2 separate regions of the Mus musculus genome follow, and region 1 is linked to region 2. A link is a contact called in public promoter capture Hi-C data. All regions are on one chromosome and are shown on one strand. The core of a region is the stretch at or near the end of the contact, and the rest is flanking DNA. Distances in the headings are between cores, read along the strand shown. Region 1 holds the start of A630089N07Rik (RIKEN cDNA A630089N07 gene). Region 2 holds the start of Brwd1 (bromodomain and WD repeat domain containing 1).

The links. Promoter capture Hi-C pulls out the DNA fragments that hold promoters and counts their contacts.
Region 1: a contact with region 2 is called in a promoter capture Hi-C map of pre-B cells, with 3 times the contacts expected there. The contact joins the promoter of A630089N07Rik here to the promoter of Brwd1 in region 2. A contact is called at or near these places in 2 of 39 promoter capture datasets (pre-B cells and stem cell-derived epiblast-like cells).

Annotation. Positions count from the first base shown.
Region 1 is chr16:98,080,650-98,084,996 of GRCm38.p6, forward strand. It overlaps A630089N07Rik (RIKEN cDNA A630089N07 gene), which reads right to left and starts at 1,790. Exons shown (of 5, transcript NR_015491.1): 1 at 1,697-1,790.
Region 2 is chr16:96,079,996-96,084,262 of GRCm38.p6, forward strand. Brwd1 (bromodomain and WD repeat domain containing 1) reads right to left here and starts at 2,433. Exons shown (of 42, transcript NM_145125.3): 1 at 2,259-2,433; 2 at 2,127-2,185; 3 at 1,983-2,012; 4 at 1,819-1,878. The coding sequence starts at 2,307.

The DNA.
Region 1 (4,347 bases), core at 540-3,039, 2.0 Mb after region 2:
AAGGAGATGGGAGACATCTATGAAGTCAGGAGAAAGATGAAGAAACTATGAAGTCAGCAGAAGCATCATACAATCGGACACACTCAGGAGAAGTCTAATTAAACAGTGCTGCACAAGGGCAACTCAGTGTTTCTCAAAAACATTTCTGACCAAATCTCTCATGGCCTTGGGAATGATAACCACAGCCCCATAGGGTAGGAAGTCTTGTTCTCAGAATCTGATTCAACCTCTCCCAAGCATATTCCTGGTTTTAGAAAAGGCCCTGGTTTTATCTCTATACCCAGGGCCTCAGGGTAAGCTGCCAAGGAGCCAGGTGAGTAGGCCCCAGGCTGTGACTGGCTCTGCCAAGCATGTTCCTGGGTTTTAGAAGGAGCTATATCATGCTCCAGACAGGGGAACCTCAGGGAAATTACAGTTTGATCACGCCAGCACTCAATAATGCAACAGTGTTTTCTTTTCTTTTCTTTTTACCCTTTTCACATGGTTGTCACTAAGTGTCATCTCGCCCATGTGGCATAAGTATGCTTTTTTCAAGCAGAAAACTGAACCTTTATGGCACACTAGGCCTTACTGTAGATTGTGATCCTGTAATGCCCCATTGAGCAGCTGGTTAGAGGCCTGCTCTTTCATATGGAGATGGGCCTAGTGGCTGCTTGTAAATCAAGTTTGTTTTCTTTATTATGGCTTGGAGCCATATTTCTGGGCAATCCTTGTGAACAAGCATGTGTATCCTAGCAACCTAAACTCTAATTGCCCTGGTTAGCACATTACTTATCTGTGAGATGTTTTACATGGAGTCCACCCTCAGATAAATTCTACTTGGAGTGCCTTACTATCTCCTAAGCTTTAGTAAATCCTTTACATCATCAATCCTGCACTTTTACATCACAGCTTGATATTGGATTGCTACCCAGCACATGAGATGTCTTTTACAACCTCCACAAAATTAACTCCAAATGGACTGTCCACCTTAATGTCAAATGCTAAGAACAGAACTTGCAGAAACTAGGACTCTCTGAGTTTGGGATCATGCCAAAGATCGTTCTACACACAGGCCAAATGCAGCCCCCACAGTGAAGTTATTCAGAGGCTACGGCTGGGTCCCGCGAGTGGCTAGGACCTCAGGGGACCTCACACGTGGCCGCCGATTCCCATTCAGTCCTGTGAAAGCCCCACCACACCAGCTCGCGCTGCTGAGACCCCTGCTTCTCCCCATTGTTGGCAGTGACCCTGTGCTCACCATGGCGCAACTTCGGAGCTTGCCTGAGCACAATCCACAGCATCCAGCGGCAGGACAAGGAGCACAGCACACAGGCCCATTCAAGCTGGCTCAGCTACTAAGTGAAACCCGCACCACGGCAACCGGAAAGCCCGCCTTCTCTTCTGACTGGCAGGTCCGCCTAAAGGCTCTGACTGGCCAGTAAGTCTGGAGCACCTCCGTTAGAGTTAAGAGTTAGCTGAAGGTACACAGTGTAGGTTCTCAGTCCAAGCTTCAAGGCCAGGACCCAACCTCTTCCAGATCTACAGGAATTTGCATTTCTGTAGTACTTGTGCCTATCCTCCAATAGCCTACCAATCTGTCCCCCCCGCACAGCGCCAGGGAGACCCCACCAGGAAGGCTGGCGGAGACCTGCCACTGCTCAGCCGCTTGCTCCTCCCCTATGTGGGCAGTGACCCTGTGCTCACGATGTCGCACCTTCGGAGCTTGCCTGAGCACAATCCACAGCATCCAGCGGCAGGACAAGGAGCACAGCACACAGGCTCATTCAAGTCTGCTCAGCAACTAAGTGAAATTCGCGCCAAGGCATCCGGAAAAACCCGCCTTCCCTTCTGACTGGCAAGTCAGCCTAAAGGATCTGATTGGCCAATAAGTCTTGAGTGACTCGAGCACCTCCCTTAAAGGTACATTGCGTAGAGATTCTCAGCCCAATTGAAGATTCTTCAAGTCCAATGCCTGACCTTTTCCAGATCTACAGGGATTTGCATTTCCATAGTACTGGTGCGGGTCCTCCAATAGCCTACTCTTCTGTCTCCCTGCACAGCCCCAGGGAGGCCCCATCAGGAAGGCAGCCGGAGATCTGCCACTACTCAGTGGCTTGCTCCTCCCCTATGTGGGCAGTGACCCTGTGCTCACCAGGTCCTGACTTCAGCCCCAGCTTCCCTAACTCACTAGGCTGTTTGACTTCTCCCTCCTGGAATTAAGGTAGGTAGCTTGCATAGCCCATTACTCAACTTGCAGGGGAGTTAGCAAACTGTCCCACAAGCGGAAAGGTGCCCAGGATATTAACTATTAGAGGGAGATTTGGGGTAACAATAGTTTATAGATATGAATAGGCTTATTAATTTCTGGTTTGTTATGTTCATAGTGTAATTAATTTTGATGCATTTGTGCCGTGGTGCAGCCCCAGCGTGAGGTATTTCTTCTTTCTTTTCGGTTCTTCTTGAGGCAACGGAGAGGTAAGAGCATAGGCGGAGGGTAAGGCTTTGTCTTAACAAAAATTTAGGGTTGCTGTATAATAAAAAGTTTACTTATCTAAGTCTAAGTTACTATGCTGTTGTACCTGACCTGCGTTCTGTGATCCTCTCAGGTCAGAAACTGCAGTTTCTGGCACTCAGCACCTCATCCTAAAACAGCAGATTAAGTAAAGAATTAATTGCTAGACCCTTTCCCCTGTTCTCCAGATGCCACTTGCTTTCGGGATAGGAGGATGTTTGGAGCTATAAACTTCTACTGAGCCAGGAGAAGTAAATAACACTCGCAGAAAGAAAAAACTTTTACATAAGCAAATATGCATAATCTCACATAAATTCATATTCAGCTTCATTCATGCTCACTTATTCATTTTCATTAGAAGCCAGATGGGCCCAGCTTTCATGCATTCTCACAATTACATACTTACACACACACATGCAGACATTCTCACAATTACATAATTACACACACATCCATATTTACATATGCATATGGAGCATAAGACCCAGCATGGTTGCAGAAAGAACTCACACATTCTAGATGAAAACTAAATGCACTCCAATCTGTATTACATAGAGAAAGAAAAGGCTTCTACCTTCTTAATGCTAAATGAATTAAACCCATGTTTGTAAGAAAAAATCTTTGTTTCTTTTAATAAGACTAAACCTGCCTTGTCCTTACCATGGGATCTGCTCTGTCCCACGGTAAGGAGAAGCCTGCTTGCTCCTTCTGCTCTCAGCATCATCTACTTTTTTCTTCTTTCCCTCTGCATTCTACACATTGCTCTCTTAGTAGTTTATGTTACCTATAATTTCCAAGCTACTCCACTCTGCATTCTCCTTCAAAAATCATCTCCTCAGCTCAGTTCTCTCACCTCCATTCCTCTCACCCCCAGCCCCCAGTTTTGTCTCTTCTCTTTGTCCTCAGCCCTTAAACATCATTCATAATACATGACCACATGTTAAAATTTTCATCAAAAGTTCACCAGAAAATCAAATCATAAATTGAAATAGAATGTTACAACAGAGGATGTTTACATGAATATCCATTAGGAGTGATTATCAAGCTAAACATCCATCACTTGTCTCAGCTCCACGGGTTCACAGAAGGCTTAAAACCATAACTAAGTTATAAGTGAAGTTTTGTATAGATAAATCCAGTCAATATTTTATCTTCTGTCCTAGCACCTATAATAAATTGTTAGTTCCCTTTTATGGCCTTTGGTTAATTGTTTTACAACCTCTTAGAATGTGCTCTGAATAGAAGAAAGTCTGGTTACTAGCTAAGAGTTGTTAACTGGTGAAACTTGAGAGACTGGGAGAGTTCTCATTGCAGCTTTGACTATCAGGAAAGGGCCTAATAGCAGTCCCATTATAAAAAAGCTTAATGATCACAGATACAATTTTAGGAATTCTTATAGGATCCTCATTAAGTATTATGTCATCCATTAGTCTATATAGCATCACTACAAGATAGTACATCTTCGTGGATCTGCAGAGATCTGCTCCAAAGGGATGTGCTTATACTTAGTGGTAGTTATGTATGTTCAATAACAACAGGAAAAGCATATTAATAGCAGGAATCTTTCCTAAAATGAGTCCCTCACAGCCTTGCTCAATGAGGGCTCACCTGTAGAAGACTATATAATAATCTGAGGCAGGCCACTTCAGGATGATCACCTGCTAGTTATTAGCTTGTCCCATTATGGCTCCTGACACAGTGGGGACTGAGGTTGTGTAGGAGGTCCAGGACATGGACAAAGCTGTCCAGATAAGATCCCCTTATCTATACACTCTACAGCACTGCACACACGTGCTAACACATCTTTGCTCTCAACAAAAATATACTGTTTTTTAAAATGAAATTACCTTTAA
Region 2 (4,267 bases), core at 1,183-3,682:
ACACTGAAAAAAAAAAAAAAAAAGAGGTAGGTGGTGTCAGGGGGAGGGAAAAAACAAACTACTCAGAGGAAACCCTGTCAAAACAAACAAACAAACAAAAAAACAAAAAAGACAAAAGAAAAGGGCATTGCATGCCTGTACATGTGTGCCATGGCTTGAGGGTGGAATGCAGAGGCCCACTTGTGGAAGTAGGATCTCTCCCTCCTCCACTCGGGGTCCCCAGGAGTAAACTCACATCGTTAGGGGTAACAGAAAGTAGTTTTATAGATAAGTCATCTTACCCACCTGAACATTTGCTTCTTAAAAATAACTCTCAAAAGTCAAATTAAACAACAAACCAGCAACCCCGTTTTACTCAGCAACTGCACCTGTCACGGCCAACACCTGGCTGTGGAAAGGACAATGGTAGAGGCTCTAGACCAGTGGTCCTCAGCCTTCCTAACGCCGCGGCCCTGCAGCCCTGCACAGTTCATGTTGGGGTGACCCCCAACCATAGTTATTCTCGTTGCTACTTAACTGTAATTTTACTACTGTTATGAACTGCAATGTCGATATCTGACATGCAACCCCCCCAAAGGGTGGGTCCCGTGGGTTGAGAACCGCTGCTTTAGCACTCCTGCCCTGTTCTGCTGAGCCCTCTAGTTATCCAGTTAACTCCTTAGCCCTGGAAAACAAGGTATAGAGAATGAACTGCCCACATGCATGACTGACGCCCTGGCTGACTTTTTGTTCACTACTGGTCTTGGACACATGGTGAAGTCAGTGAGCTCTCCTGTAATCCCGACCCAGCAGAGGATGAGTGAAGCAGGACTGCAAGTCCAAGCCAAACGGGGCTGTGCAGCCAAACATCAACAGCACACACTCATCTCAACCTTCTGTAACCAATATGCTCAGTGTGAGTCTTTTATCTTAAAATTGTCGAAGATATTCTCCTGCAACATTTGTGCTTCGTTAACGATAAACACCCAAAGCCTCTGTTACCTGGATAAAACTCAACTATACACAAGAACCTCTAAGCAAGTAGGGAAAATAAGGCAAAGGAAAATAAATGTAATCCGCAAGTTACCACTCCTCGGAAATGTTAAGACAGGCACACACAACTGCTTCTGAGAGCTTAGTCCGAGCTCTCAGAAGCAGGAAATGAATTCAAGGCCAGCCTGGCCTACCCGAGTTCAAGGCAAGACAGTGGTACGTAATGACACCCTGTCTCAAAAAATAAATACACCGACTGACGGATGTCAACTTAAAGCCTGAACCGCTACATACAGCAAGATCAAGTGTGAGCCAACTTTCTAAAGGCAGTCAACACACAGTGCACGGGTCGGGGAAGCAGGGGTGCCGCACTGACATATTCACCACGGAGAACTCTGTGCGATCCTACAGAGGAAGGGAGTACAGTACAGGAAGGGGCCATTTCTCCACCTTGGGAGACTAAGGACTCTCTCTCTATTCCTGGGGAACAAGAGGTCTGAAAGTCTGGGCGGGGCAGAGAAAGGAGAGACCAATGAGAGCTCGAGTTACAAATCGGGAAGGGAGAGAGATGAGAGCGCCCCTCTCAGTGGCTGGCGGCCGCACCTGGAGCCCCAGCCCGGCCGCGAGCCAGGGGCGCCCCCGCCTGCGCCCGGCACCGCCCCCAAAACCATTTTCTGCCAAATCCCGCCCCCCACCCCGCCACCGCGAGCCCTCGGGGGTCGGGCCCGTCGCCCCGGGACGCCGGACCACCAGAGACCACCCCCGGGCGCGGCCCCGCGGCGCCCGCAGGGGAGCAGAGACCCGGCTGGGGGGCGCGGGCGCGCGGAGGACGCGGGAGCTGCTCACCAATTCCTCGTAGCTCCTGTTGTGCTCGTTGCCCTCCCAGTCCAACCTCTTCGGCAACAGCTGGAATGAGACACGAAAGGCGTCCGGGTGACCACCGCGGCCGGGAGGCCGGGCGGGACCGGGACGCGGGGGCGGGGACGGGGACGCGGGGGCGGCGGACCGACCTGGTACTGCTCCAGCTCCTGCACCAGCACCTGCGGCAGAGAAGACGCGCGGTCAGACCCCGTCAGCTGCCCCGCTCACCCCCGGTTCGTTCGCCCCCGGTTCGCTCGCTCGCCCGCCCGCCCGCTCGCCCAGCCGGCACTCACCTGCGCCGCTCGGCGACACGGGCCAGCTGAGAGGTAGCGGGCGATGAGAAAGTACAGCTCTGCGGGGAGAAGACAGGGACGGTCAGCGGCGGCTGCGCGACACCGGGCAGGGGACGCGCGGCCGTGTCTTACCCGACTCGATGAGAGGCACCGGACGTCGGGCCGGCGAAGGCTCCGCCATGGCGGGGCGCCGGGCGGGAGCGAGCGGACCAGCGAACAAGTGGAGCGCGTAGGCCGCGCCGAGGCCTGACCGGGCCGGCGTACCCCCAGCTCCTCAGGCGCGCGCCGCCGCCGCCATGCCGTGCGCGCCGCGCACCGACGCGTCCGCGGCAGGAAGTCGCGCGGGACCGAGGGGCGGGGAGCGAAGTAGTCCCCCCGCGGGGAGCCGGCGGCGTGGCACGACGCGGATGTGGCTCCTTGGCTGGGAGGCGGGCCTCGCCTCGGCGTCCTGTGCGTCGGGGGCGTGAAGCGCAAAAGGGGGCGGCGAGCCAGCCGGGGCTGCGTCCGCGGGGCGGGGGGTGGGGGGGCTGGGGCGCGCGTGGCCGGATTCCTGCGCGCGGTGAGGCGGCCGCCGGCCTTTGTGCGGCGGCGGAGGCGGTACGGCGAGCTGGAGTGGAGGGGGCGGGGCGGGGCAGGGCAGGGCGGAGCCTGGGAGGACGGTCACCTGGGCTGGGCCTGAAGACCCTGAGGCTGGGGAGGAGCTCTGCAGGAGGGTGGCTGAACCCAGAGCGGAGGCTGCGACACCACCTTACCCGCTGCCCTCCCGACCTCCCGCCGCCCCGCGTCCCGCGCCCCGCGATGGGTTAAAGATGCCCGGTACGGGTGACGGAATCTGGGAGTCCGCGATGACTTGACGGGAACTCAGAGGGCCCGTGGGAAACGGGCTGCGGCCACAAGTGTCAGTCGTTTTGTTGGAGGGGTGGAAGAGTTACAGAAAAATCCCCCTAATTACCGCTCTAGGCTCCTGACCCAACCGGATCTGTTTCACCACGTCCAGTGTGCGCTGACAAGCTCTGACGTAGAGTGCAGAACAGAACTAAACATGGCCATTGTTAGATTTATCGGGCAGCAGAGAGTCAGAAAAAGAGGCCTGACCTCAAACGACCTCGGCTCTTTATTCCCAAACACCAAAAGACAGTCGTCTTCCAACGGGAAAGCGAGCTCCTGTCGCGGGCTAGGGTGCGGCAAGGGAATTGTTTGTGTCTATAAAGAGTCTAGGGTGGTTCGGCTGTTTCTTTTCCTTAGGCTTAGGACATAGTGCTAGGGTGGCTCCGCATTCTTTTCTTAACCCCTGCGCCCCTGCGAAGGGCTGACCGAGCAAGGTCATTTGTAGGAGTCCTGTCTTGTGACCAAGGCGTTGTACCAGCTAGTCATTCTAGTGCCTGCGTGCGGAGGCAGAACGAGGTGTCCCAGTCGTGCCCGGGCAGTGAACCTTAGACTGGCTCCAACTATCAGGTGTATGATCCTAGGCAAATCACTTAACCTCTGTCTCAATTGGCCTTATCTGTAAATTGTAGCCAACAGTGCGGCTCCTTCCAGAGCTCAAGGATTTTATGAACTAATACGCATTTCCAGCCTCTGAGTTGACTTTCATTAATTACATGGAAAGTACATATGAATATGTAGATGGCCCACCTATTCAGAGTAATCCTAACTCAGCAAACACCAAGTGGTAAGATAAAATGGAACAGTAAACTCCACCGTTCCCATGGAAACAGTTTGGCGTCCTTTAAGGGAAAGGTGAACTATAGTGATAAGATTTAGGGCACTGGGATAAAAACCAACTTGCCTGAGGGAAAGGTATGGAACTTTCACTCCTCTGGGGATGTCATGCAACTGAAGGAGAAAGCCAAAGAACTCTGTCATTTACTCGGGGGCTTGCCTGAGTTTGATCCAGAGCAGCACAGAAACAAAGCACCCACTAATCCCAGCACAGGCAGAGGCCAGAGGTTCAGAAGTTCACGGACATGATTATCCACACGGCTTGAGGAGAGCCCCAAGGTACATGAGACCCTTTAAAACAGGTTTAGTTCAAGTATTCGGGGTGACTGATGGACACAACCAGAGAGTCTCCAGCTGAAAATGGGAAAACTGGAACGTTCCAGTCAAGGAGAGGTTGCAAGTTGAGACCAAGATACAGA